Regions from separate parts of the Mus musculus genome. Here all the other regions are linked to region 6. A link is a contact called in public HiChIP or PLAC-seq and promoter capture Hi-C data. All regions are on one chromosome and are shown on one strand. Each heading gives the region's core, a stretch centred on a gene start, on an enhancer-like site or on the middle of the called end of the contact. The rest is flanking DNA. Distances are from core to core; before and after follow the strand shown. Region 1 overlaps Gm46976 (a long non-coding RNA gene). Region 2 holds the start of Tspan9 (tetraspanin 9). Region 3 holds the start of Tspan11 (tetraspanin 11). Region 4 overlaps Tspan9 (tetraspanin 9). Region 5 holds the start of Ccnd2 (cyclin D2). Region 6 holds the start of Cracr2a (calcium release activated channel regulator 2A). Region 7 holds the start of Tigar (Trp53 induced glycolysis regulatory phosphatase).

Evidence for each region. Promoter capture Hi-C pulls out the DNA fragments that hold promoters and counts their contacts. HiChIP or PLAC-seq counts read pairs in DNA pulled down with a chosen protein or histone mark. Capture Hi-C pulls out chosen DNA fragments and counts their contacts.
Region 1: an H3K4me3 HiChIP or PLAC-seq map of embryonic limb bud shows a contact between it and region 6, with 3 times the contacts expected there. The contact joins the enhancer-like site here to the promoter of Cracr2a in region 6. A contact is called at or near these places in 1 of 15 datasets of contacts at CTCF or cohesin (the NIH/3T3 cell line), 1 of 484 Hi-C or Micro-C datasets (primordial germ cells) and 4 of 115 datasets of contacts at active chromatin or transcription factors (embryonic basal ganglia, embryonic limb bud and embryonic stem cells).
Region 2: a contact with region 6 is called in a CTCF HiChIP or PLAC-seq map of the NIH/3T3 cell line, with 5 read pairs. The contact joins the promoter of Tspan9 here to the promoter of Cracr2a in region 6. A contact is called at or near these places in 1 of 15 datasets of contacts at CTCF or cohesin (the NIH/3T3 cell line) and 6 of 115 datasets of contacts at active chromatin or transcription factors (the NIH/3T3 cell line, embryonic stem cells, forebrain and 2 more).
Region 3: a contact with region 6 is called in a promoter capture Hi-C map of adipose tissue. The contact joins the promoter of Tspan11 here to the promoter of Cracr2a in region 6. A contact is called at or near these places in 15 of 39 promoter capture datasets (the 3T3-L1 cell line, 3T3-L1-derived adipocytes, cranial neural crest and 9 more), 2 of 15 datasets of contacts at CTCF or cohesin (the NIH/3T3 cell line and stem cell-derived epiblast-like cells), 11 of 484 Hi-C or Micro-C datasets (embryonic stem cells, epiblasts, muscle stem cells and 3 more), 10 of 115 datasets of contacts at active chromatin or transcription factors (the NIH/3T3 cell line, embryonic basal ganglia, embryonic hindbrain and 4 more) and 2 of 9 other capture datasets (adipose tissue and embryonic stem cells).
Region 4: a contact with region 6 is called in a CTCF HiChIP or PLAC-seq map of the NIH/3T3 cell line, with 7 read pairs. The contact joins the enhancer-like site here to the promoter of Cracr2a in region 6. A contact is called at or near these places in 1 of 15 datasets of contacts at CTCF or cohesin (the NIH/3T3 cell line), 1 of 484 Hi-C or Micro-C datasets (CD8 T cells) and 6 of 115 datasets of contacts at active chromatin or transcription factors (the NIH/3T3 cell line, embryonic basal ganglia, embryonic limb bud and 3 more).
Region 5: a promoter capture Hi-C map of liver shows a contact between it and region 6, with 6 times the contacts expected there. The contact joins the promoter of Ccnd2 here to the promoter of Cracr2a in region 6. A contact is called at or near these places in 12 of 39 promoter capture datasets (3T3-L1-derived adipocytes, the C10 cell line, HPC-7-derived erythroid cells and 8 more), 6 of 484 Hi-C or Micro-C datasets (CD4 T cells, CD8 T cells, memory CD8 T cells and 1 more), 4 of 115 datasets of contacts at active chromatin or transcription factors (forebrain, large pre-B cells, memory CD8 T cells and 1 more) and 3 of 9 other capture datasets (adipose tissue, embryonic stem cells and liver).
Region 7: a promoter capture Hi-C map of pre-B cells shows a contact between it and region 6. The contact joins the promoter of Tigar here to the promoter of Cracr2a in region 6. A contact is called at or near these places in 3 of 39 promoter capture datasets (liver and pre-B cells), 1 of 115 datasets of contacts at active chromatin or transcription factors (bone marrow-derived macrophages) and 1 of 9 other capture datasets (liver).

What each region holds. Positions count from the first base shown.
Region 1 is chr6:127,853,891-127,857,449 of GRCm38.p6, forward strand. The region is part of intron 1 of Gm46976 (a long non-coding RNA gene); the gene reads left to right. Among named protein-coding and RNA genes, the nearest start is that of Gm46976, 5.0 kb to the left of the region's middle. Within about 2 kb of position 2,166, at least 42 of the 459 cell types and tissues checked have an H3K27ac peak or open chromatin away from gene starts, as enhancers often do. A contact at or near this core is called in embryonic limb bud, where this site is marked.
Region 2 is chr6:128,033,007-128,036,341 of GRCm38.p6, forward strand. Tspan9 (tetraspanin 9) reads right to left here and starts at 2,056. Exons shown (of 7, transcript NM_001379136.1): 1 at 1,160-2,056. The coding sequence starts at 1,495.
Region 3 is chr6:127,885,619-127,888,892 of GRCm38.p6, forward strand. Tspan11 (tetraspanin 11) reads left to right here and starts at 2,004. Exons shown (of 8, transcript NM_026743.3): 1 at 2,004-2,260.
Region 4 is chr6:127,990,161-127,993,538 of GRCm38.p6, forward strand. All of the region lies in intron 1 of Tspan9 (tetraspanin 9), which reads right to left. Among named protein-coding and RNA genes, the nearest start is that of Tspan9, 43 kb to the right of the region's middle. Within about 2 kb of position 1,856, at least 117 of the 459 cell types and tissues checked have an H3K27ac peak or open chromatin away from gene starts, as enhancers often do. A contact at or near this core is called in CD8 T cells, the NIH/3T3 cell line, memory CD8 T cells and 1 more, where this site is marked.
Region 5 is chr6:127,149,260-127,152,692 of GRCm38.p6, forward strand. Ccnd2 (cyclin D2) reads right to left here and starts at 1,789. Exons shown (of 5, transcript NM_009829.3): 1 at 1,323-1,789. The coding sequence starts at 1,514. It overlaps 9330179D12Rik (RIKEN cDNA 9330179D12 gene), which reads left to right and starts at 130. Exons shown (of 3, transcript NR_040274.1): 1 at 130-304.
Region 6 is chr6:127,560,039-127,563,156 of GRCm38.p6, forward strand. It overlaps Cracr2a (calcium release activated channel regulator 2A), which reads left to right and starts at 1,298. Exons shown (of 19, transcript NM_001368877.1): 1 at 1,298-1,383.
Region 7 is chr6:127,107,864-127,111,292 of GRCm38.p6, forward strand. Tigar (Trp53 induced glycolysis regulatory phosphatase) reads right to left here and starts at 1,689. Exons shown (of 6, transcript NM_177003.5): 1 at 1,573-1,689. The coding sequence starts at 1,604.

The DNA of each region.
Region 1 (3,559 bases), core at 916-3,415, 290 kb after region 6:
GACTTGAGCCCTGGCATCGGTAGCAGTGAGGTCATCTCGCGGGCTCACACGAAGCTTATCAGAACACTGTGGGGTGGGCTGCCTTATTGGAAGCGTTTTCCCTAGGAATGCACAGTCCATGCCCTCCCCCACTTCTTTTAATAATAAAAAAAAAAATTCTTATCAGCTCCAAGATCGTAAGCACTGGGGTTAGGAAAAGACGACTGAGTTGCTAAAGAGAGGGCTGAAGAGCCTTTCCGAGTGTTTGCTGCAGAGAAATGAGAAACGGGAACATTTCCTCCTCTTGGAGCCTTAGCCACAAGCTCCTCCACACTTGGCCAGGGCTCTGAAGGGAAATGGTTTCAAAACAGCAGGGGACCACAGTCTCTGAAGCTAATGAAAGGGATAGAAAACACATATGTGCTTGATACACACCAGGAGCTGTTCTAAGCATTGCACATGAATTAACTCAGTTAATCCTCGCAACCCTGCAAAGGAGGAAAGACTATTTTGTCTCTAATCTCCCCACCTGTCTCTCCAGCCGCTGATCTAAGCCCCTCCCTGAACAGGAAGAGTAATTCCACAAGTTTCCTTTGAGGGTGGAGTGAGGTCAGGATGTAGCAAGTGCCGCCTAGTGAAATTCAAGCCTGGAAAAGGTTATCCACCCCTTTCCACTGTATCAAACTGCTTTGCTTACAAGGCGCCCGAAGTTCTCTCTGTCCTGGCACCTCGGTCCCACTTGTCTCAAACATTTCTATCTCCAGAATGAAGCACTTCTCATAGTCTTTAAAAACCACTTCCCAAACCCACAGAGTCCTTGTTTTTAGGTAAATAACCTGAGAACAGACACTCTTCCCTGTTCCCCACACTCTCTCAGATCTACTTAAATAGAGCAGCCAAGGTTTTTGAAAAGTTAACCCTTGATAGCCTGGCCTATGTGAATCTGTCCAAGTCCTCCAGCCTGGAGAAAGGTCAGATTCACCCTGCCATTCCATCCCTATGTTGATGTGAATGAAATAAAACTCTCTTCTTTATAAGTTGCCTGGCCTTGGGTGTATCGAACCCACTCTCAGAAAGCAGAGGGATGGCGATGAATGCAGCCTAGTACTCAACCCACTTTCCCCTTTTTATCCCATCCAAGGTCCCCTTCCTGTGGAATGGCCACACCCACGATTCAGTTGAGCATGCCCGTGTCAATCAACATTATTGACAACAGTCTCAGAAGCTAGCTAATCGTCACAGGTGTGCCAAGAGGCTTGGTGCATAGATGATTCCATGAACACCACCCAGCACACTGCCTAGCTTTCTGATGCAGTCCATCCATCCTCCTCGCTAGACACTTCCACCACTGCACACACTGTGCACCGCATTTCCTTATCTTTCCTGGGTTGCCTTGGGTTGCCTTTTTGTTCACTTGACACAAGCTCCGGTCATCTGAGAAGAGGGGTCATTTTCAATTAAGAAAATGCCCCTATCAAATTGGCCTGTCTGTAGGGTCAATCTATAGAGTCTATAGGTCATTGGGGGTGGGGTTGATTTATGATTGATATAGGAGAGTATCCACCACTATGATGGCACTACCCCTGGGCAGGTGGTCTTGTGTTTGGAAAAAAAAAAAAAAGAAAGAAACAAACTGAGCAAGCCATGAGGATTAAACCAATATCTGGAGGCCCCTCCACTGTCTCTAACGCAGTTCCTGCCTTGAGTTCCCGCTCTGCTTTCTTTTCACAATGATCTCCAACTGTAAGGTCAAATAGACCCTTTGCTCCTCACGTTGCTTTTGGTCATGGTGTTGTATCACAGCCAAAGAAACCCAACGAATACACTCCTCTAGGGGACCGCAAGCTCCATTCGAGACATTGCGGTCCTTTTTTCCACTGCTCCGCTTGGAACAGCATCTAACACATAATGGGCATGGTGGGACACCACCCAAGTGTCACTCTGTTGGGAGAAGGGCTCACTCAGAGGGATTCAGCAGAGCACAGTGCCCTGCTGTAAGAAGTCATCCCATCAGCTCGCCTCATAGGCAAACAGATGTTCCCTAATTGGCTTAGACTGTGTCGTCAGTCAGCAGCAGGGACAGAAAAAAAAAAGCAGCCAAGACTTGTCGCTCCCAGTGCCTCAGTCTAATAAGCCCTGCATTCTCTGTCCTGCCTGCCTGTGTAGAACAGGATCTGGGCTTAGTATGGATCCCATAACTAAGGAGCCATTATGTAGTGTGCAGCCCAGCAGGCCGGGAGATCACAGGGCCTCCTGCGGCTGTGGCCACAATTAGTGCCCTCAGGCAATTATGGCCTGGCTCCTCCTGGCTTCCCCCACCCTCATTACTTCTTTCTTGGCTCCCACACCAGGCCAGCACAGGACACGGTTCCAACTCTCACCTAAATGTTTGAACTGAGCAGAGCCAAAAAGCTGCTCTTCCCTTCCAGTGCAGACAGCCAGAGCAGAGGAGCGCTATCAGTTCCACAGGGTCTGCGGCTTAGAGCACTGCTTCTAGACTCTTCCCTAAATCTCTTAATGCCCTATATTTCTGTGCCTTGTCTCCTGTGTCTTATATCCCTTTGGAGGTACCATGTTGCCCGGCCAGCTCAAAAGTAGCATCCTTTCTGTTCTGTGACTCAAAAACACTAAATGAGTGGCATCCAGAACAGCTCGTGGCAACGGGCTAATGCTTGGTTCACTGAATCCTTGAATTCAACATCTGTGGATCCAACCACCATGAATCTAAATGTTCTAGAGCACTGTCTGTACCTAACACATGAGGCTTTCCCCCTGTTACTTCTCGCTTAATAGTACAGTGTAACAGCCTTCGAGTTGTATTATGAATAACTTAGGTTTAAAGTGTACAGGAGGATGTATGTATGCAATGTGCAAATGCTGTGCCATCTTATAGAAGGGACTTGAGTGTCCTCAGATGTAGCTGTCTAAGAGCCAGTGTCCAGTGGATGCTGGCTGGTGAGTTATCTCTAACCCTCTCAGCACAGGCCCCTAAAGACTGGCACTGTTTCTCTTTGTTCTGGTCTCTTATGCCTAGCACGAGATTTGGTATCTACTAGAATAGTAGATTTGGAGTTCTAGTTACAAGAGAAGGAAGGGAGAAGGGGAGGGAGAAAAGGAGAAAGGGAGGGGGGGGAGGGGGAAGAGAATGAATGTTTTCGAAGCACTAGTCCAAAAATAGTAGACAAGGGGACAGGGTGACAGAAGAATAAAGCCTGAGAAAGCTGGGCAGTGGTGGCACACACCTTTAATCACAGCACTTGGGAGGCAGAGGCAGGCGGATTTCTGAGTTTGAGGCCAGCCTGGTCTACAAAGTGAGTTCCAGGACAGCCAGGGCTATACAGAGAAACCCTGTCTCAAAAAACCAACACCTCCCCCCCAAAAAGAAAGGGGTTGGTTTTTGTCCTGGACAAGGGTCAGACAGGGCCCATGTGACATGTGAGCCTGGAGGCCAGCAATCCCAGATCCTTGTTTACCAGGCTCCCCTTTGTTGGACTCCTTTGTCCCCTACAGCTCTGTCACCTGCATAAGTGGCCAGCAGCTTCAAGCAGCTATCAGAGCCCTTCCAATTTAATGTGTTACA
Region 2 (3,335 bases), core at 806-3,305, 470 kb after region 6:
TCCTAACAGCCTGGATGGAGAAGAAGCCCCAATCTTAAGGGGCGCATGAGTCACTCAAGGTCACACAAAACTCTAACAAAGAACAGAAGGCAGAGGAGACTCACACTTCTTCCTTCGAAGCCTAGAGCTTCCTTCCCCTTCTCCAGAAAAGTGGCCCCCTCCACATACACCCCCCCAAAGTTTTTCTTAAAAGTGGATCACTCCACAGGAGATGCACACTACTGCCATGCAGCCTCGCTGAGATGTCTTTCTCCTGCCCCCAGGCTCCTCCTGGACCATGCTTGGCAGCTGACGGCCTCCAGCCAGTGGCAGGACGGAGCCTGGGGATGAGCCAAACATCTGTGCTGAGTAGTCTGAGCTCTGGTGAAGAAAGACGGAGGCAGGCAGTAGTGAGGACGAAAGAAGCAGAGATGAATTAAGTTTTCATCCAGTTTGTGTAACTCGTAAGTACTTGTGCACACAGTCACCAGCGTCACACATGAGACAGACGATATTCCCAAGCCAGCCCATCCATTGACACTTTCTCTAGAAAAATCATCTCCCTTTGTCCTTTTTGCTCATCCTGGAGGCTCCTGGAGCCTGGGAAAGAGTGGCCTGGCCAAGTGCTGGCTGCCCAGCCCACAGCAATCCCTCAAAAGCAGCAGCCTGTCCCTCATCGTGTATGGCTGCTTCCTCCTCTTCCTGGGAACCATGTAAATGAGCAGGGGACTGTGACCTCCACACCCCCACCCCACCCCCACAATGCTACAGACTGGCCTCCTGCCTCCAGGAGCAATAGAAGAAACTCAGAAACCATCCTCACGGCCCCCCACCAACCCAGGGGCACAGCTGTGCCGTCTGACCCACACCCATGATGCAGGTTCCCTGGTGCAGGTACTTCAGTGTGCCTTTTTTTTGGGAGAAGGAAGCAGTGGCAAACTTTCCAGCTTCCTGGGAGCAGAACGTGTCTCTCCTGGAAGACTGACAAGTTGAAGCCTCCATTCAGCCATGGAGAAGAGGGAAAAGGGAACAGAAAGATGCAGGGAGTGGGAGGGTGCCTTCAATTTTTAAAAGCACTTACCTTTGGGCAGATAAGGTAGAGCGAGGAGGAAGTAGAAGATATTCCTAGGGTGGAAAGCAAGGAGAAGGAGCAACGGAAGACTCAACAGTAAGGACTTACCCAGAATATCAAATTGAAGAGGAACATCGTGTACTTCAAGCAGCAGAGACAGCCCCTGGCCATGTTGCACTTCTTAAATTCTAGGAGGAACACAAAGGACAGGTCCAGGTAAAACACCACGTACTTGCTGCCTTTGGGTGCATTGTACTTGTCAGTCTTAATGCCGGCCTCCGTGCGGCTCTGACCCCGCGAACCCGCGGTGCCGTAGAAGGCGCCAGCCGTGAAGCCGCGGCCGAACGGGCGGCCAGAGGTGGACGGCTTGGCAAAGTCCGAGTCCTTGCTGTCCAAAGATGGACTCCGGTGGATCGAAGAATCCTCGCTACTCGACTTCTCCATGCTCGCCTCGTTCCCGGGGGGCACGAGGGGCGGGGGGCATTGCTCCCAGAGTGGGACGGAGGGGGCACCCCGGTCGGGCACGGGTTCTGAGCAAGCTGGCTGTTGGAGCTTCGCACGCCCCCTCTCTGCACCCGCGAGCAATAGCGGAGCAACCAACTGCCGGGGGTTCACTGCCTCTGGGACGGCGCCCCGCTCCCAGCCTTAGCCCGCTGGCCCGGGAGGGCTCTGCGGCACTGTTATAAGCACGCTTGGGGAGCCGGCTCGCCTGCGTAACTAGGCTTCTTTAGGGAGGCTGCAATTTGACTGCTCTTTCCCGGGCGGCTGCACCACCGACCGGACGCAGCACTCGAGGCGAAAGGGCGCTGGGATCCAAGCTCCGCAGGCACGCCTCTTCCAACCCGGAGCCCCACCACTTTGCGGGCGCTCGGCCTCCCTTGCTCCGCGACTTTGCGGAGCCGCTGCCGGCCCTGGGCTGCCCGGGTGCGCCGCGGGCAGAGAGCCTCGGATCCGCTGCAGCTGCAACCGCTGGGCTTGCCCTGCGAAATTCCAGCCCTGACTCTCGACTCTGAAATCGCCTAGAGCCCCTTCCCCGGGCTCTGGGCCCCGCCCCCTGCTTTGCATCCGACCAATGGGCTCAAGGTCTGCCTGGCTCCGGTAGGGGAGCTACCCCCCTCCCCAATGACACAATATCTTTAATAGGATTAGCGGTCTGCTTGTGTGCCTAAACTAGTGTGCCCAGAACCCTTCTAAATGTCAAGGGCTCGCTCAGTGGCTAGGAATGAACTAACACCTCCATGGGAAAGCACTGGTTTCTTGCCCCAGCAAGGGCCGCGACTAGAGGAGGGGGAGAACTGGAGACACCAAGAACCCTAGGAAGCCAGAGGATAGGTCTGGGGGGAAAGGCTGGAAGGGAAAGAAACGGTGGCCACTACTAGGCTGGCCTCCGCCCCCTAGGAACGTCGGGCCTGTCTAGCCTGGGGCACATGGTCCCAAGCAGTACCTTTACACACACACACACACACACACACACACACACACACACACACACACACACACACACACACACACACACCACGCTTTTGCACACGTGAGAATGGCTACTGCGCACTGGTAGAGGGGCCGCAGCAGAGACGCAAGGTGTAGGAAAGCGCCCTCAGGCCTCCGCGGGGCGCGCCGCCCTCCCTGCCCCCTCCACGCGCACACGCACGCGCGGCTCCGAGAGACTCCTGCAGCTGCGCAAGCCCCCGCCTCCGCGTTCCCGAGTGGGACGGCGGGCTGCAAGGGGCAGGCGGCTCAAGTGGGGCACTGCTTTTTGCCAGCAGAAGAGCAAGGTAGCAATGCTTTTTTGGTCACACCCGAGTCCTCTCGGAGCCGAGGTCAGAGAAAAGACAGGAGGTATGTGCCTGCCAGAGGAACATCCAAAAACAGCCCTTCATCCTCTTGTGAAGCGCTGCAATGAAGACAGCCTCCTCTGGGCTTATATGCAGAAGTCTGCATTGCTGACCTGGGGCCACCACGGTTTGCAAATGATAAAAACTAGAAGACTGAGTGGGGTGGGGGTGCGGGGGTTAGACACTGAGTCTCTCCTTTGTGCAGTGAGTCAGTGTGGGAGCTAAGTTTTACCAGGCTCCCAGCAGCTAACAAGGAGCTCAGCCTCTGGAAGGTACTCCATAGGGACGGCTAGATGGAGTCTACTCTGCAACCCCCAACCCTCTATCCTGAGCCCCAAGGGGGAGCCCTTGAGGAAACACCATAGTACTACTGCCTGCCCTTTGGGCAGCACAAAATCTAGTTAGGACAGGAAGTTACTGGAGGCACAGATAGACTCAGATGGTTGTGG
Region 3 (3,274 bases), core at 754-3,253, 330 kb after region 6:
CTTTTAATATAACCTCATCTTGAGTATTCTTTTACAGCAACAGAAAATAAGCCAAGACCTTATCTATACTTGCCATACGGCACAACAGATGGAGATTTGCATGCAGGAGACCACTAGAAGATACTTCTGGTACAACACCTTAAGACAGAAGCAAACAAGGTTAGGCAGAGAATGGACTTGAATTAGGGTTTTCTTTGGGAAGCTGTGGAATTGGAGTGGATTTCAGAGCCCTCTAGAGCAGAACCAAGAGAGTCACCTTTGTGTGCTCTGCATTCGGCCGGTGGGTCCAGGATCCATATCCGAGCACCCCTCCACCTGCTGTATCTAGTGTGTCACCCCACTTTCCATCCCTGTGGTGAAATGCCTGCTATAAAGGACTTTGAAGGAGATGGAGGTTTCCTTTGGCTCATGCTGCCCCTGGTCCCCATCTCACAGGCTCCTCCTTCTGCTGCACAGCTCTGTAGACCTCTCTGCTGTGTCTTTTCCTTTCACCACCTGCATCCCCAGTTCATCTCTCAGAGAGATTACAGCCATGACCTCCTCTGAGTCCCTCCGTCCCACTTTCTTAGCCCATCTTCCATTGCTTCAATGAAATACCTGAGACTGAACAAAGTATAAAGAATTAAAGTCTATGGCCCATGTTCTACGGGTCAAAAAACAAACAAACAAACAAACAAATGGCCATGTCTGGCAAGGGCCTCATACTGTGTAAGGTCATGGTAGCAAGTGAAAGAGGGGAGTTATTTCTTTCAGAAATAAGGGGCAACACCATGCTATACAATAACCTCTGGTCTGTACACACACATGCTCATGCATCTGTATACACACGAACACACATCTGTTCACAGATGAACACATCCACACACATGGACATACATTCACACAAATAAAAACGAAATAGAAATAATCCACCCACTGGAGTAACCAGTCCACTGCGGGAACTGAGAAATGAGTCCTTACCACTCAAATGCTCTGAAAGGCCCCATGTCCCTGAACCCTAGCCGCCAGCTCTCAGGATGAGTTCCGAAGGAGACAGTCCCTATCTCATCTCTGCTGTGACAGGGCATTCTTAGCAGCCAGCTGGCCTCCGTAGCTAGGAACCCTCAGCTTTGCCTGCTTCCTGCGACTGAGTGGTCAACCTCACTGAATTTAGAGTCACCTAGGAAACGCACCTTCCGGTGCTTCTGTGAGGATGTTTTCAGAAAGGTTTCACTGAGGGATTGTGTGTGAAAACAGCTACATGGGAATCTGAATAACAAAGAAAAACAAAGCAAGCAAACTGAGCGCTTACATTTGCCCCTTCTGCCTCCTGCCGTCAAACACTCAGTGACCAGCCACTCCTGCTCTGGTGGCAGTGCCATTCAGTCTGTGATCCCCTGCACACTCGAATTTCCAGACAGAACAAACCCTTAAGTTTCTCTTGTCAGGTATTGTGGCATTGCGAGGAGAAAAATTAATAAGCTACCAAGCCTTGCTCACTGCAGTCAAGGCTGGCTAAGCACGGGCTGTTCCTCTTAGTAAATCACACAGGGTGCTCACCCACTGGCCGGGCAGTGTGTGTGTGTGTTGGGGGGGGGGGGGAGGGCGGTCAGCAACTCTTCACCCTCACCCACTGGCAGAGACTGGGTCTTGGTTGTCTGTCCTTCCACTGTGTTCCAGTACGGAAAGGGATCTGGCTTTTCTTTGGTTCCAAGGAGGGTAAAAGAAATGATGGTCCGCAGGATTTTGACTCCCCACCCCCACCCCACCCCACCCCCAAAAAAACCGGTTCCTGTGTCTCAGGAGTGAGGAGAGAAGTGGGAGGCTTGTCCCTACATCCCAAGGAACCTGTCATGGATTCAATTCTTCCGGGATCCTGGAATTTCCCCCCACTTCATGAGGATAAATCTAAGTCTGGGACAGTGATTACTGATGAGTGGGTGGGACGGGACAGAGGGCCATCCGCCTCTCTTCAGCCCCACCCCCTCCTCACAAGTTTCCTGGAGCCACTTCTGCACAACTGCCAGGACCGAGTGCTCAGTGTGCTCTGCTTTGGGTGGGAAAAAAAAAAAGCCAGCTCCAAACAAAGAGCAGCCCCGGTCCCGCCCGCCCCGGGCCTGTGGGCGCGTCCCCCAGTCTGAGTGAGAGGGGCAGCCAGCAGCCACCGCGGGCCAGTGGGCAAGGAGCGCAGGGTGGAGCGGGCGGCTGTGGCCAGGACAGCCACAATCACAGCTCCGGATTCCCGATCCCTCGCTGCATCCAGCCTGGCGGTTTTGGCCGGGTAAGTGCAGGTGGCGGCGGGAGACAAGAGCGCCGGTGGGGTTGACATTAAAGCACCAAGCCGTCCTGGCATGGCTCCTCCAGCTCAGCTGCCCGTCCCTGGCACGACCCCAGAGGGGCTCAGTGGCCAAGAAAGTTGCCCTTGGATGAGGATGAGGCAGCGGTGGGTGCGCGCATGGGTGTCGCACTGTGCTCAGCGGGGTAGGGGTGGGGTTGGTACTACTCTGAATGTCTGCCTTGCCTTTCTTGACTGGGTTGCCTTTAACTTTGTGCGCCCAGCTTTGATAGCTTGGGCCATACAGAGTGTCCTGTGTATGACTGGCCCTCCGTCAAATGCCCCCCCCCCCCGCTTTGTTAATCCCAAATACTAGGGGCTGTCTCTTGTTTGTTAGCAGAGGCAAAATGCCAAGTCCGTGGCTGCTGGACCCCATGCAAAACAGGGTCTGCTAGCTGCTGGCAGCTGCTGAGTCTAGGACACTGGGGGGTTGGTTGTTCCTAGGCAGTCTGCCGTCCCAGGCTGAGCTATCCACCTGGGCCCTGTTGTGTATCAGTGGAAACTGAGTTAGGCAGGCCTTGTCACCTATGTCTACGTGCTTGGCTTCCTGTGTTGAAGAGAGAATGAGGGGGATTCTGGAATGTAGGGGTTTTGTTTGAATTATGCAGTGCCCACATGTGACTAGTTGTAAAGCAGGGAGAGGACTAGTTGGCGTCTTAACTTGGGCTTAGATTGCAGAGAGCACAGGAAGAAGCAACCAGAGGCTGGCAAGTGGCACATATTGTGGCAGGAAGTAGGAAGGGGTACCAGAAGAAGAAACAATTTCTAGAAAATTCCTAAGTGCACTCCAGGGTGTAGAGTTACAGTATCGTAGGGTCTTGGGGAGAAAAAGAGGGTAGGATTGAGCAAGACTAGATGGTCTGTGTTTAATTAATGAATCACTATGAGACAGCTGGTGGAGTTTGGCAGCCTGGGCTTAGACCAGAACTTAGTAGGGAGTTTAGCTGCCATGACTATGTC
Region 4 (3,378 bases), core at 606-3,105, 430 kb after region 6:
CAGTCACACCGGACCGGCCCTAGAGGGCACAGGGATAATAGTGCCCATGTGGGAATCCGAGTGGCAGGCCTGAAAGCATGGAGGTACGGCAAGGAACAAGAGGCGGGGTTGTATGTGTGTGTCTGAGTAGTAGAGGCTAGAGAGCCATCTTGCACATCTTTCTCGATTGCACCCCACTTTATTTTCTGAAGCAGGGTCACTCGGAAGCTGGAGGTCACTGATCTGGCTAGGCTGGCTGGTCCTGTCCCAGACTCTTGGTGCTTGGGTCAAAACCACAAAGTGTCTCACTGTACTTTGCACATGAGTGCTGGGCAGCACGGCTCAGGGTCTCAGGCTTGTGTGGCAAGGACTACACTTACTGATCCATCAGCCTTGTGGGTGGGTTTTAGGTGTGTGAACGAGGCAGCAGTTTGCGGAGGCTGTGCATCCTCCATGAAGCCCAGAGGACAGAACAGGGACCAAGCGATAAAACCTATGAGGCAAGAAATGACTTAACTTCTCTTGCCCAGAGACCAGAGCAAATCAACGTGTTAGCTAAGCAGGGGGCCCTGCCATTAGGGGGTCTAAGGAAAGCCCAGGGCTCTCTTTCTGGACAGGAGCTGCTCTGGCCCCAGCCACCTCTTACTCTGCATTTCTGTATTCTACCATTGGTTCCCCGGCTCACCCACCTCTGTACTCTGAGACTATGTGTGGTGCTGACTGACCCAGGACTCCTGGGGTATATGAAAAATCACTGCCCGGGGTCCCCATCTTTTAAGCTAGTGTCCTTTGTAACTGAAGAATCTCCTTCACATCTCTATTAACACCAACAAGTGAGCAGCGGCTCGCTCAGGAGAACAGAATTGGGGGTGGCGGGGGGGGGGGTGGAGAGGAGGATTTTAATGTCCACTGATTTATCCCCCTCAGTTCTTCCTTACACATTAGATTTATATTCAGATGTGAACTTTTATTTTTTTAAGCACCGACTTCCTGCTGGCGTGGTGGTACACACCTATGATCCCAGCACTTAGAAAACTGAGGCAGAAGGGAATTGAATTCAAGTCAAGTTTGGGCTACGTACTGAGACCTTGTCTCAAAAAATCCCTAAGAAGAAAAGAATAAAGCAAAGAAAGAACCAACATCCTTTCCTTTATCTCGAGCCTGTCCATCATTCAAGATCAGTTACTCACAACCAGCCTGTCCCCTCCTCTTTCTTACAACCAGGGACCCTCACACAGAACATTTTTTTTCTCATCTCTACCCCCTGGGCTCTGGAAGTTAGCCCAGGCACAGGTATGTACTAGTTCTGCACCTAGATCTAAGATGACCCCCAAAGCCCAGACGTAGGAGGGGGAAGGAGAGAAGAGAAAAGTTCAGGTGTGAACAGCTTTCTCCTGCTTTCTCCCCAACGCTACTCCCAGGCCCAGGCCCCTTCTCCTGGGCAGCCTAACATGCACTGTTATCAACCTGGGTATTCCCCAGACCTGGAAGGTTACAGCAGGCACGGAAGGCTAAGAGCCCAGCTTCACATACCTCAAGGGCTATGTCATGGCACCAGGAAAGGCTCTGAGTCACAGATATGGTCCTTGATCCACCCTCTTAAGACAGTGTATTTGACTGCCAACAAGCTGGCCTCAGCATGAGCAAGCTGGCCTGGGTGACAGAGCAGGGATGAGACAGAGCTCCTGGCTTCTCTAACCAGCGGGACAATCTTGGATGCACAGCACATGGCTGACAGAGAGAAGGTCAGAGGTTCTCAGTTCTGGGTGCTCTGACAGGAACAGGAAATCATTTCATACAGGAAACACACCAGACACCCTCAAGAAAGCTGTAGACGTGAGCCACGGGGCGACTCTACTGTGGTGGGGGACTGGATCAAAGTGTGCACAACCACGGACAACGAGAAGAACCACACAACCCTGCCTAGCGGATCTCAAAATATAACCTCAGGCTTCTCACGAAGCCAGCCAACACCATCTGAACACAAGCAAAGGGCAAGCCGGCTTTTCATGAAGGCAAGAGGCTTGTCACCATGCTGATGGCACAGGCTCTATGAAGGGAGCGTGGACACACCCATCATGGGAGAACCAGCAGATGGCCCTTTCCCACCCTGCTCAATTTACAGGTCACCATGGCCCAGGGAGGTGTTCTGAGCTCGTGTGGCAAGTTGAGGATACATCATACCCCACCTTTCTCCACGTCCCTCCACCTCAGCTAGGCTGGGACCCAATGTCCCTTGCTCCACTGCTGGAACACGCAAATGCTTTGAGAAAAAGAAAACTGAAAACTATTTCTCTCCTGTGGCAGAAGTCAATGCTCCCTTTCTACTTTGAGGATGGAGGCCCAGGAACTGCTCTAAGGACATCCTCCCTGGCCTCTGCACCTCCCTTGGCCAAGCCCTGAGAGGCAGAAATGAGCCTGGCATCTTCCAGATCACTCTACCAAACTGGCAGGTGCAAGAAATGTGCTTTGGTCCAGGCGTCTGCTTGCGTGCTTGCTTGCTTGCTTGCCTGCCTGGCAGCTCAAGGATGGCCCAATCAGAGTGTTGAAGAGTTCCAGAACCAGGCGCTGCCAGCAGGAAACAAAGGCATAGGACCTCCTGGGGATGGAGGGGAGTGGAGTGGTACCTAAGGACGCTGGCAGTGTCTTCATCTCTTCATCTCAGGATCTCTTAGCGTCTATACAGAAATTACTCTACAGCATGAACATCCTATGGCTTCTTCTAAGAGCAGTGTGGCCTCTAGAAGTCAGGGATACCCAGAATGGAGGAACCGAGGTGCAGAGTAGAAATGAGTGTTTGGTGTCACTGGAGCTCAGGGCTTCCTGCTGCGAGGCCAGGCTGGGCTCACAGCCCTCCAAAGGAATGAGGAACAGAGCCCTGGAAAGGAAGACCCTTAGGGCTCCCAACTGGCGGGAAGAAGGTCCTGGTGGTACAAATCTAGTGGACCACATGCTTGCCTTCTGCGCTGTTGGCGTCCGTGGGACCTGGCTCCTGCTGGTCCTTTCTCATCATTTGGCTTTCAAAGTGTGACTAAAGAGACTATCAGCCACATGGTCCCCTTCAGGGGGCTGCTGGGGGGCTCACCATCTGGAGGGCCCCACTGCCACCGATGTTGACTGTCTGCCTGCGGCACAGGGTCGGGTGCAGCGGTGAGAGGGACTTGCCAGCACTCCTCCCAAAGCACACACTGCCTGGTGGCTTCTGGGAAGGGACAGCCATGCCACCAGCTGCCTCTCTGCTCCTGGGATCTGTCTACCCCATACCATCTGGGGAGGGCTAGAACCCAAGACCACGGCTGTGACCTGGCCTCCTACAAGCTAGACAAACAGGCAGAAGGTGAGGCGTTCAGCATCCCAGCTCCTGAAGTATCTGGAGCCCTGGAGGAAATGGTGAGAGGC
Region 5 (3,433 bases), core at 539-3,038, 410 kb before region 6:
AGTCTACTTCTTGGTCTCGTTCGGATCCTCAGATCCTATTCTACCATTCCCGACAATTGAAAAAAATGTCCAGGGTGGTCTCGGCGGTCCAGGGGCCGCTGTTCGGTGGGTGGGTGGAGGAGAGAGGGGGAGGGAGGAGGAGGAAGCGCGCCTCGGCCGGCCGCCGCAGTTGGAGTCGGAGCAGGGGGGAGCAGTTTCAAAAAATTATTAAAAATCGAGGGAAAATCCTAGAAACGCTCTGTGGGCCTGAAAACCCCAGAGAGGTCCCAGGCTCCCTGGAAAAGAGGTTTCGGGTGTCCGTAAGGTCGGTATCTCCACCCCAGGGGCTCTAGATCTCAGTGGGGGAAACTTGCGGAGTGTTCGGCTGCGGCCCACAAGGGCAGTAGCTAGGAAGGCTGTGCCTGCTGGGGGTTGGGTGAGACGAAACCAGGGAACCCCCCTCCAGGAGGCATGCGGGACTCTGACCTCTCATTTGGGGGTGCCCCCTAGCCTGCTCTACACACCTCCTCCCCCGCTTCCTACCCCACCCAAATCTGCGCGCTCAAGAAGCAGCCAAACTGTAAGTAACCTTGGTGAACCGAGGGCTGGGGAAGAGGGCACGATCAGAAAGAGGGTGCCCAGGATCATGGGGTGCTGAGAGGGGGTGGGGGCGCCGGCGAATGTTGCCAGTCCTTGTAAATGGAGTTTGCAAAGCAACATGGCGAAACCACGGCAGGTCCAGAGCTGTGCATACGTGGGCACCCTGCTCTCTCGGCAAAGATTGCAAGCAAGGCTAAAGCAGCGGTTCTTTCAGATTGCCCTAAACGCACGTTTTTTTCAGTATGACTTCCGGGGCTCTCCTGAATTCCCTGTTTCTCCCCCACCCCCACCTCCTGCCAAAGTGCCAACGCGGAGTCCTAAGGCTCAGACGGTTTGCCCCAACCCTGAGAGTCGGGGGCGGGGGGGGGCTCTTTATATGTTGGTATGGATTGTTAGGTCGCAACACCCTCTGGGGCCTCACTGAAGGCAGCCGGGGTTGCTTCCACACCACAGGTCAGAAATGGAGATGGGAAGACGAGGAAGCCACATGCAGGCACACGCGCGGGATGCCAACCCCCCGGGGGGGGGAGGACATCCTCACTCACCCAAGTTTTCCTCCACTAGTTAATCTAGCAAGGGACAGAATTAGCGTCTCGCCCAAGGGTGCGGGGCTACCTCGCGCACGAGCGGGGGAGGCCAGCGCAGGGGTAGTTCTCCCGCAGTTTTTAGGATCTCTGCGTGTTGGAGGTAGGGATGGAGCGGCTGGGCTTGCCTCTCCCTGAGAGCGTCGCCCGCACACCTACCTCTAGCATCCAGGTGGCCACCATCCTGCGCATGTACGGTTGGATGTCCTTCTGCACGCACTTGAAATAGGAACACTGCGGGAGGTAGCGCTCCTCGATGGTCAACAGGTTCTGCAGAACGCGGTCTTCCAGCAGGTTGCGGTCCGGCACGGCCCTGCGGACCGGGTCCACCTCGCAGCACAGCAGCTCCATAGCCAGCCGGCCACCACTCGGTCCCGACTGTAAATTTTTTTTATTATTATTATTTTTTGGAGGTGCGGGGGGGTCGGGGAGTGCTTCCCTTACCTCCTTCCTTTGGCTGAATGGGAGATTTGGGAGAGGAAAGAAATGGCAAAGAGAGAGAGGGAGAGAGAGAGAGAAGAGTGGAAGGTGGGCGAGCGGAGCCTCAAGGGCCGCCTGACTCGCACCGGTCCTTCCCTCCGAACTGCCCGGCTCTCCTCAGCTCGCTCTCCTCTCTCGCTCAGGCAGTGACGCAAGCTGGAAGGGCAGTTAGATCTCCTCCCCCTCTCAGGTTCCTCCTCCCCCTTTCCTCCCCTCCTCTAGCGTCCCTCCCCTCCTTTCAATCTTTCCCTCCCTCTCCCCCCCCCCTTCCCTCTTGTTATTAAGGAGCACAGCAGCTGGCCTGACCAAACTTCAAACACGATCCCCGCTCCCCACCCCCAACCCCTCTCCCTACTTCTCCGAGGCCCTCTCCCCATCCAGCCCCGCATGCTAGGGGCCTCGGATAGGGGAACCCACAAACCCCATGGATTCCTATTGATTATCCTTTCTGACATTCTGTAGGCATACCATGGGGGCATAAAGGGTGTGTACGTGTGTGCTCTCTAACTTCGGAGGCTTGCAATGTGATCAGAAAAACAGCCCATTATTCAAGATTCAGGTAGATAGATTTACCATGTGGATGAGTTCAGATAACTTAGAAGTAGACCCCTAAATGAGGAACAAGGAAAGGCTTATTTGAGAAAATTGCAACCTCGCCAAACCAGGGATAAAGGTTATGCCCCTCAAGCTTAGACTCCTGATAACTTTCAAGCTGTTGTCCGCCCCGAGCCACGTGCGTGGAGAGGAAGAGGAGGAAGGGGTGGATGTTGGAGAAAGGGGTGCTTCTTAAGCCTAGTAGAATATGACCCTCCTGCAGAAACCTTTCTGTTCTTGGGGGCGCCATTGGGCAACGCGGCCAGCCTCTCAGAGCGGCCCCAGACCGGGGGCAGGGCTAGCAGCGGTTCCTCCGCGGGCCTCGGCCACGCAGGAAAAACCCGCTTCCTCGCCCCTGCATCTGCTGACAAGCCGCCCTAGGTGTCTGCGCGGAGCGTGGCCACATTGATACAGCTTTCTAGGAAATGGCTCGGGAGGGGCCAGGGAGGGGGAGAGGGAGGGTTTAGGTTTGGCTCTCCCTGCGCCAGCAAGGCCACCCTTCCTTTCCCCGGGGGCTCCTGAGTCCTGCACCCCTCAATCCCCGACCCCGTGGGGTCTCGCGCCTCATCCTTCCGCCAGGATTTTGGGGTCGGCTCTGACATGTGCTCTAAAGCATCCTGTGGTCAAGGCTGTTGGTAGAGGGGGACACGTTGGCGTTTCCTCACCTCCTTCCTGCTCCCACCCTGCCTTTAACTATATTAAAGGAGGGAGGAAGGGGCGAGGAACCACTGGCCCCCGCATGGTGGCCACGCTGGCACGTGCAGATAGCATGGCGTGGGTTGCACCTCTCTGGGCACACGGGGGGGGGCACTGAGTCCCTCCTTCCTTAAGAAGGGGGGATGATCAGGGACGCTTAAGGCTAGCGGAGGCTGAGGCTGGGGGGGGGAGGGGGTGGCACGCTGTGGGAGCACCACCCGTGGGCTCTCGGAAAGGCCCGGGAGGGGAGGCAATAAAGCCGAGGTGCAAGCGATTAACTCCAGCCCTGGGCCAGCCCCTTTAAACGAGGGTGGGGCGGAAGGGGTGGGCGGGGGGAGGGGATATCACTTTAAAAGGGTGAGTATGAGTTTGGGGCGCCGTCTCCCCTCCCTCTATTTGCATAGCCAATAGCTCTGGGGCTCCTGCTACTGCGCGCTGATTGTTACCGGGCAGATTACTTTTTTTTTTTAAAGTAGGAAGCCTTCTCCGCTACATCAAAA
Region 6 (3,118 bases), core at 48-2,547:
TTGGTGTCTCTGGTCTCCGTTTTCTCCTCTGTAGAACGGAGATGAAGTGGCTTTGCATCAAGATGAGTCCTGCCGTCCCTCCTTGTCTTGGGCGGTGGTGATGAAAATGCCTCTTTTCTTAGTTTAGCTGATTGAGAAAGGTGAGCGATCCATCTGACACATCCTAGAGACCCAGATTTGCTACCTAGCTGGCTGGGTCTCAAGCTTATGTGTCATCTTGTTCCATTCCAACTCTGGGGGCTGACACAAGCAAGCCTTCTCCAGGACTGAGAAGGGAAAACCAGGGCACAGAGGAGGAGACGCTGAGGGAAGGAATGAGAGGATATTGGCCCCTTCTGAGGCTCCTGCGGTGGGGTGGGATGGTGAACTAGCCACTGGCCGGCTGCAAGCAGAAAGGATACATTGTAGTAATTGGTACCAATGAGTGTGGGTGTCTCTTTGTGATCTGGGTTTAGAGTGTGTTTCTATGTGTGTAGGGTGTGTGTGTATGGGGGCGATGGCTAATAGATAAACTTGCCAGAGGAGGACAGACCTTCTGCTGAGGGGCAGTGTTTGGGGAAAGGTCCCTAAACTGATATTTCATGGAGCCTGGATGGGTAGGTTTCCAACGGGAAAAGAAGAAAGAGGGGAATTCTGGGTAAAGATAGAGGTCTTAGCAGCCAGAAAAGGCACCTGGTATTTGCAACAGGTAGCAGCTTTGGTGCAGAGCTGTATGTTTGAGGGTCGAGTGGCGAAACTGGAAGATGAGCTTACAGCTTGGTAGGGAGCAGTGGACTCGGCTGAAGGGCTATCTTCAAGCATGGAAGTTTTTGAAGATTTATTGAATACTTTGTTTAAAGGCACGTGTTGCATGGACTTTAATTGAGCACGCATTCCTGCCCACCCTAGAATACATAAGATCAGACAAGCATCAAGAACAAAATCCCCTTGGTTTCTAAGTGCAAAGAGAGCAGCTGAAGCCGGTTTTTCAGGGTGAATGAGTTCTCTCTAGCAGGTCCACAAAGCCCAGACTGGTGCCTGGCTTTTAGTGCAAAGAGAGGCTCTGGAGACAGACTCCCTTGGCTCATTGAGCAAGGGTCCTCTAAGGCAAAGACCAGCAAAGAGGGGGCACAGGAAGTCTTGGGCTCCAGTCAGCGACGGCCCCGCCCTCGCCACCCAGACTGCAGGCTTTAGTAGTCAGTCACAAGTTGCTTCGCTAAGCTGGGACACCACGGTATGGTGTAGATCCTGGAGCGCGCGCAGTGGGGCGCTGCTGGGGCTGGACCAGCCATGCAGCCGGAGGCGGGGACAGCGGACCAGATCCGGCTGGCCGGCGAATTCCTGACAGCTGCGAGTCAGAAGGCAGGGGGACAACTCGGACAGCCGCACTGGACGCCCCTGCAGGTAATCGGAGGAAGGTCTTGGGAGGCTTCGCCCCAAACCCTCTGCTGGGCAGCAGAGAACGCACTTCCTGCAGACCAGCAAAACACAAGGAGAGGCTGGCCTGGACTGCATGCACCCTGGGACAAGCATCCCAGCCTTGGCTTCCCCAGGCCTGGTTAGGCCCTCTGCCCTGCACCCTAAAAGGGACTATAAAAGCTTAGGAGCACCAGGGTTTAGAAAGAGCCCCCATCCCCTCGGACCCTTCAGTCACACCCAGACTGTTTTACAGAGGAAACTAAGACTTTATTGGTGAAGTGACTAGAAATTCACACTGCTGGACAGCAGGGGGAGCTGCTGGGAGCCGCTGGCACGTGGGCCCAGCACAGGGGTAAGAATTGCTACCTCACAGGGAAATAAACTCAGAGAGACAGTTAAAAAAAAAAAAAAAAAAAAAAAAAAAGACCAAAAACTTCCCAGAGCAGAGGGAGAGATGAGGTGGAGGGATCCTGGGGTGTAGCTTCCTCCTGATCCCCATTTGTCCTGTGATCTGGCTGTATGACTCAATGACCTTGTGCTGTATCTGTCCCAGATGTGGTGTGTGTGTGTGTGTGTGTGTGTGTGTGTGTGTGTGTGTGCGCGTGTGTATTGTGTGTAAGCACATACGTGTGTACCACATAATTGTGTACCAGAGCACAGTGATGTCTACCCTTGATTTCAGGAAAGTCTCACAATCCACACGTCTTCCCACTAACCACACAACCCCTAAAGGGAACCTGCCCAGTTTGCCTCTGTGGAGGAAACCAGGGATCCCTACTGTATTAGCCTTTGACTTCAGAAGGCAGAAAGTGTCAATGAGTGGCTGTCTACAAAGGTGACAGGCCAAGAGGTAGAACCTGATTGGCACATCGCATAAGGTGGTGAGTCCCTTATTTCTGGAAGAAGCTGGTACATAAGAAGTAGTGTTATCAGTGATGCAGGCAAAGGGGTGTGCAGCCAGGACAGTGTGTCCACACAAAGTCAGAGTTCAGTTTGAGGGGTCAGGTTCATGGCCCTCTTTAGGAGGAATGAATATGCATGTCCTTATGGATAATAGTCGTCTATGAAAGCTACCCTACAATGTTTTGTCTGGGGATGCTAAAAAAAAAAAAAAAGAAATTAAAAAATAAAGAGGTGTGACCCAGAGGTCCCTTGGCTTTTCTGAAATATTACACTGCGATGCTCGGGGGGTCTGGAGGAGGTGGTGCTGTTCCTTCTGGAAGGAGCGGGGCAGGCATGACAAGCCAGATGTGGCCTTCAGATCTTGAGGAAGAAGCTAAGTGTGGATGCTCTTGGAGGGACACCTCTTGAAGTTGTGCTGAAGAACCAGGGGATGTAATGGCAGGCTCGATGCATTAAGGGGCAGTGCCTGGGGCAGAGGGCAAGAGGGCCTTGAATGTTTGACCAGGGAGTCTGAGCATTAGGGTCAGTCCTGGGGTACCATGATGGCTTCTGTTGGAACGGGGCTCAGAAGCCTACAACATCTGTGACAGAGGTGGAAGCCACCCATGCTCGAGGCTGCAAGAGACCTGGGAAGGTGACTGTGTACGCTTGAGCAGGGCTGGGTGGAATGCAGAGTGAGGGGTGGCACCAGAGATGCTGTACAAAGAGCTTGGTAGGTGGGTGGGTGACAGTTGTAGTTGCGGATTCTAGAGCCACGTTTAATAATTACAACAGTAATTCCTCTGTGATCATTATTGACCCCATACTGTAGAGGAAG
Region 7 (3,429 bases), core at 439-2,938, 450 kb before region 6:
GACCTTCGAACACTAGGCTTTAAGATAACCAAGAAGCAGAGAATAGTGGGTTAATTTGCTCTGGTTCAAATACTTGCCCCACAACTTTAAGTTCCCTGGAGTCTGACTCCCCTTACTCTCCAGTGAATCACAGATACTCCATATTCACACAGATATTGCCCGTTAAGAATCTAAGTAGGGGGCGGGCGGTGGTGGCGCACGCCTTTAATCCTAGCACTTGGGAGGCAGAGACAGGCGGATTTCTGAGTTCAAGGCCAGCCTGGACTATAAAGTGAGTTCCAGGACAGCCAAGACTACAGAGAAACCCTGTCTCGAAAAACCAAAAAAAAAAAAAAAAAAAAAATCTAAGTAGGGATCGTTTCCCAGCAGGGTCTACATTGAAAAGAGGACAAGGGGGTTCATGTTCCTTTAGTGCTCCCAATAAAGCGGTATCATCTCCCGGAACATTCTAGAAAGCACAGGGACACAGAAAGACACAGGGAACCAGAGTTCTAATTTAGCCACTAAAATCCCTGAATCCTAAAGGTCCACTTCACATGATGCTGGAGACCATCTTCCTATAAAGAGGAAGCTGGACAGAAAAAGCATGCGTTGAAGAAGGTCGCCACAAGGTTCAAACGCTGTCAGCGTTCCTGTGAGCCCTATGAAGCCGGAAACGGTAATCAGTCCCGCTCCGAGAAGCTGTTCTGATAAGCCCTGACTACACAGGTGAGACTCAGCTGCTTTTTATCTGAGCTTTGCTTACAGAAGAACACGTTATTTAATTCTCGGGCATATTTCTTCCTCTCTGCTCCATGTGCTCCATCCTCTCCATTTGGTTAGATCCAGAGAGATTAGAAAGACTGCTGCCACCAATCTGCTTATCGGAACGCAGGTCAGAAAGATTAAGTCTGTCCTACGAGGCAGCTACTGAATCCCAACGAGGAGCCTGAATCCCAACCAAGCAACGCCTTGAAACTTCCCTCCTCTTACCCACCCTGAATCTGCCTACCATCATCACCAGGCAAACATGTACTGGGAAGGAAAACGATAGGTGACCTAAAGCCAGATTCTGCTCCATGAAATCTGTCATGATAAAAATGTTTGTTCAGGGTGATGCAGTCGACTGAGACGGAGATCTCGAACTCTCTAATTTTTTCCCTCAGAACTGTAGCCTCTGAAGGGAGGTAAATTGCAAAAGTACCCCCGATGCAAGGAGAAAGGGGGAGGGGAGGGTGAGAAAATAAGGCAACCAGCATAGGATAGATGAGGTGTGGCTCAGCAATTCTAAAAACTCTGGAATTTACTAGGGGGCAGAAAAGGTCACACTGAAAAGTCGAGAGGCCGGGTCATGTCTTCTCGCAATGGCTGGGAACCGTGATCGTGTGCTTCTCCACACTTCTTTCCTCGTGGAAAACGCAAGGCTCTTGACATTTAAGACCCGGCTTCCTCACGCAGGGTGTCGCGGATAAAAGATTGGACACGAGAGGATGCAAAGAAAAAGCACATGGAAAGCCCACCCTCCCCGGATTGGAGCACGTAGGGACCAGAAGAGACCCAGGCCAGGAAGCTCCCGGCAACTGCGATACTCACTGGCGGATAACGGTCAAGGCGAAGCGCGGCATTTTGGCACAAGACGCGTGAGCCACGACCCGGCTCTGCAGCAGCACCTCGCTGCGCCTGACTCTGGGACCACTTTGCCTGCACTACTTCCGTCTGCACGGCGGACCGGCCCCGTAGCTATTGGTCGAGGCGGCTGAACGTCACCACAGGGTTGCCAATAAAGGTGGAGCCTGAAACCGGAGAAGCCCCGCCCAGGCCAGTGGCGCTTGCGCTCCTGCGCGCCAACCTGTGATTGGCGCCTGGCAGGTGCGCGCGGCCCCGCCCTGGGTTAACGCCCTGGAGTCTTGCCAGAGCTAGACCGCCGCCTGCACCAGGGACAGATAAGGACTGCTTTGATTGTTTTATGCTGAACTGATTTGAGGAAGGCGTGCAAGGTGTAGTGTGCCTGTAGTGTGCCAAGGCGATGGCTCTCCTCTGGTGGTTACACAGCCAGACTGCATCCTTTGAGGGTTAGCTGTTATCCTTTACCTGGGAAGTGAGGTCAAAGTAGGTATGTAGATCCAAACCAACCTAGTTTCTCTCTCAACTTCTTAACCAAAGACTTTTGTCAGGCCACTTTCTTGCCTTCTGCTTTGCTGAGCCTGGTCCTCCCAAACATTATTACCAAGTATTTTCGCTAATGCTGCTATCATTTATAATTAAGTTACTCTAGAGCTCTCCACTGATACCTGTTGTATTAAGAGTTTAATTCAACCATTTCTTAAAATAATTCCTATTGTAATGAACGTTATCTCTGTTGCACTGATCTAGAGGAAAGTCGTTTCCTTAAAAACAAATGCAGGGACAAAGGTTCTGTATAAAACCCCTCGAGAGGGGTTGGGGAGTTGGCTTAACCCTTTAAGAGCCCAGATTATTTGCTCCTCTGGAGAACCAGGTTCAAAGCCCAGTGCACCCACAGAGGCAATCAAACATCTGTAACTGCAGTTCCAGGAAGACCATTTACTTTCTGCTGACCTCTGGGCTCACGTTATGCACAGACATTCAGGCAGAGCACCTAGACACATAAAATAAAAAGAAATATCAACAAATAAATAGATGTCTTCAAGACTGAGACTGAGCCTCTAGTCCTCAGCCATATAATAGGAACATAGGGACAAAAGGGCTATAGGGGCTGGAGGTCAACAGCCTGTGCCCAGCCAGCCAGGCCTGGCCATCTAGCCTTCCTAAGACAACTGAGAGCCAAATAAATAGTGAGGGAAAAAAAGGAGGAAAAAGAGGTTTATTCAGTGTATCCACTGTTCCTCACCTCAGTCCATTGGTGGGATCCTAAATTTTCTCTGAAATTTTAAATGGAAGCTAAGAGATAGACATGCCTAAGCAGCCCAGCCACCAAGGTGTAGTCGCCCACAGAGGAATGTCTCATCTCTGCCTATCTCTAGCAAGTGATGTTCCTTCCAGAGACTGTTCCCTCCTCTGACTGCCTTCAGGACTTTTTCTCACTCCAGCAAGAGATTCCCGGAGAGATGGAGAGACTCCCAGTCTCTTGGGATCCATTGTTTCAACAGACTCATAGCCAAAGAGAGGGCACAAGAGTCCCTTTTGGCTATATTTATTTTTACCAAGTATGGTGGCACATACCCTTAGCCCCAGCACTCAGGAGTCAGAGGCAAGAAAATCTTCTGAGTTTTAGGTCAGCCTGGTCTACACAGGGAGTTCCAGGCATCAGGGGTTACATTGTTAGCCCCTGTCTGATGATGATGATGATGTGATGATGATAAAACAATATACTGGCTAGTTCTATGTCAATTTGACACAAGCTAATGTTATCTAAAAGAAGTTGTCTTAGTTAGGGTCTTATTGATGTGAAGAGACACTGTGATGGCTATT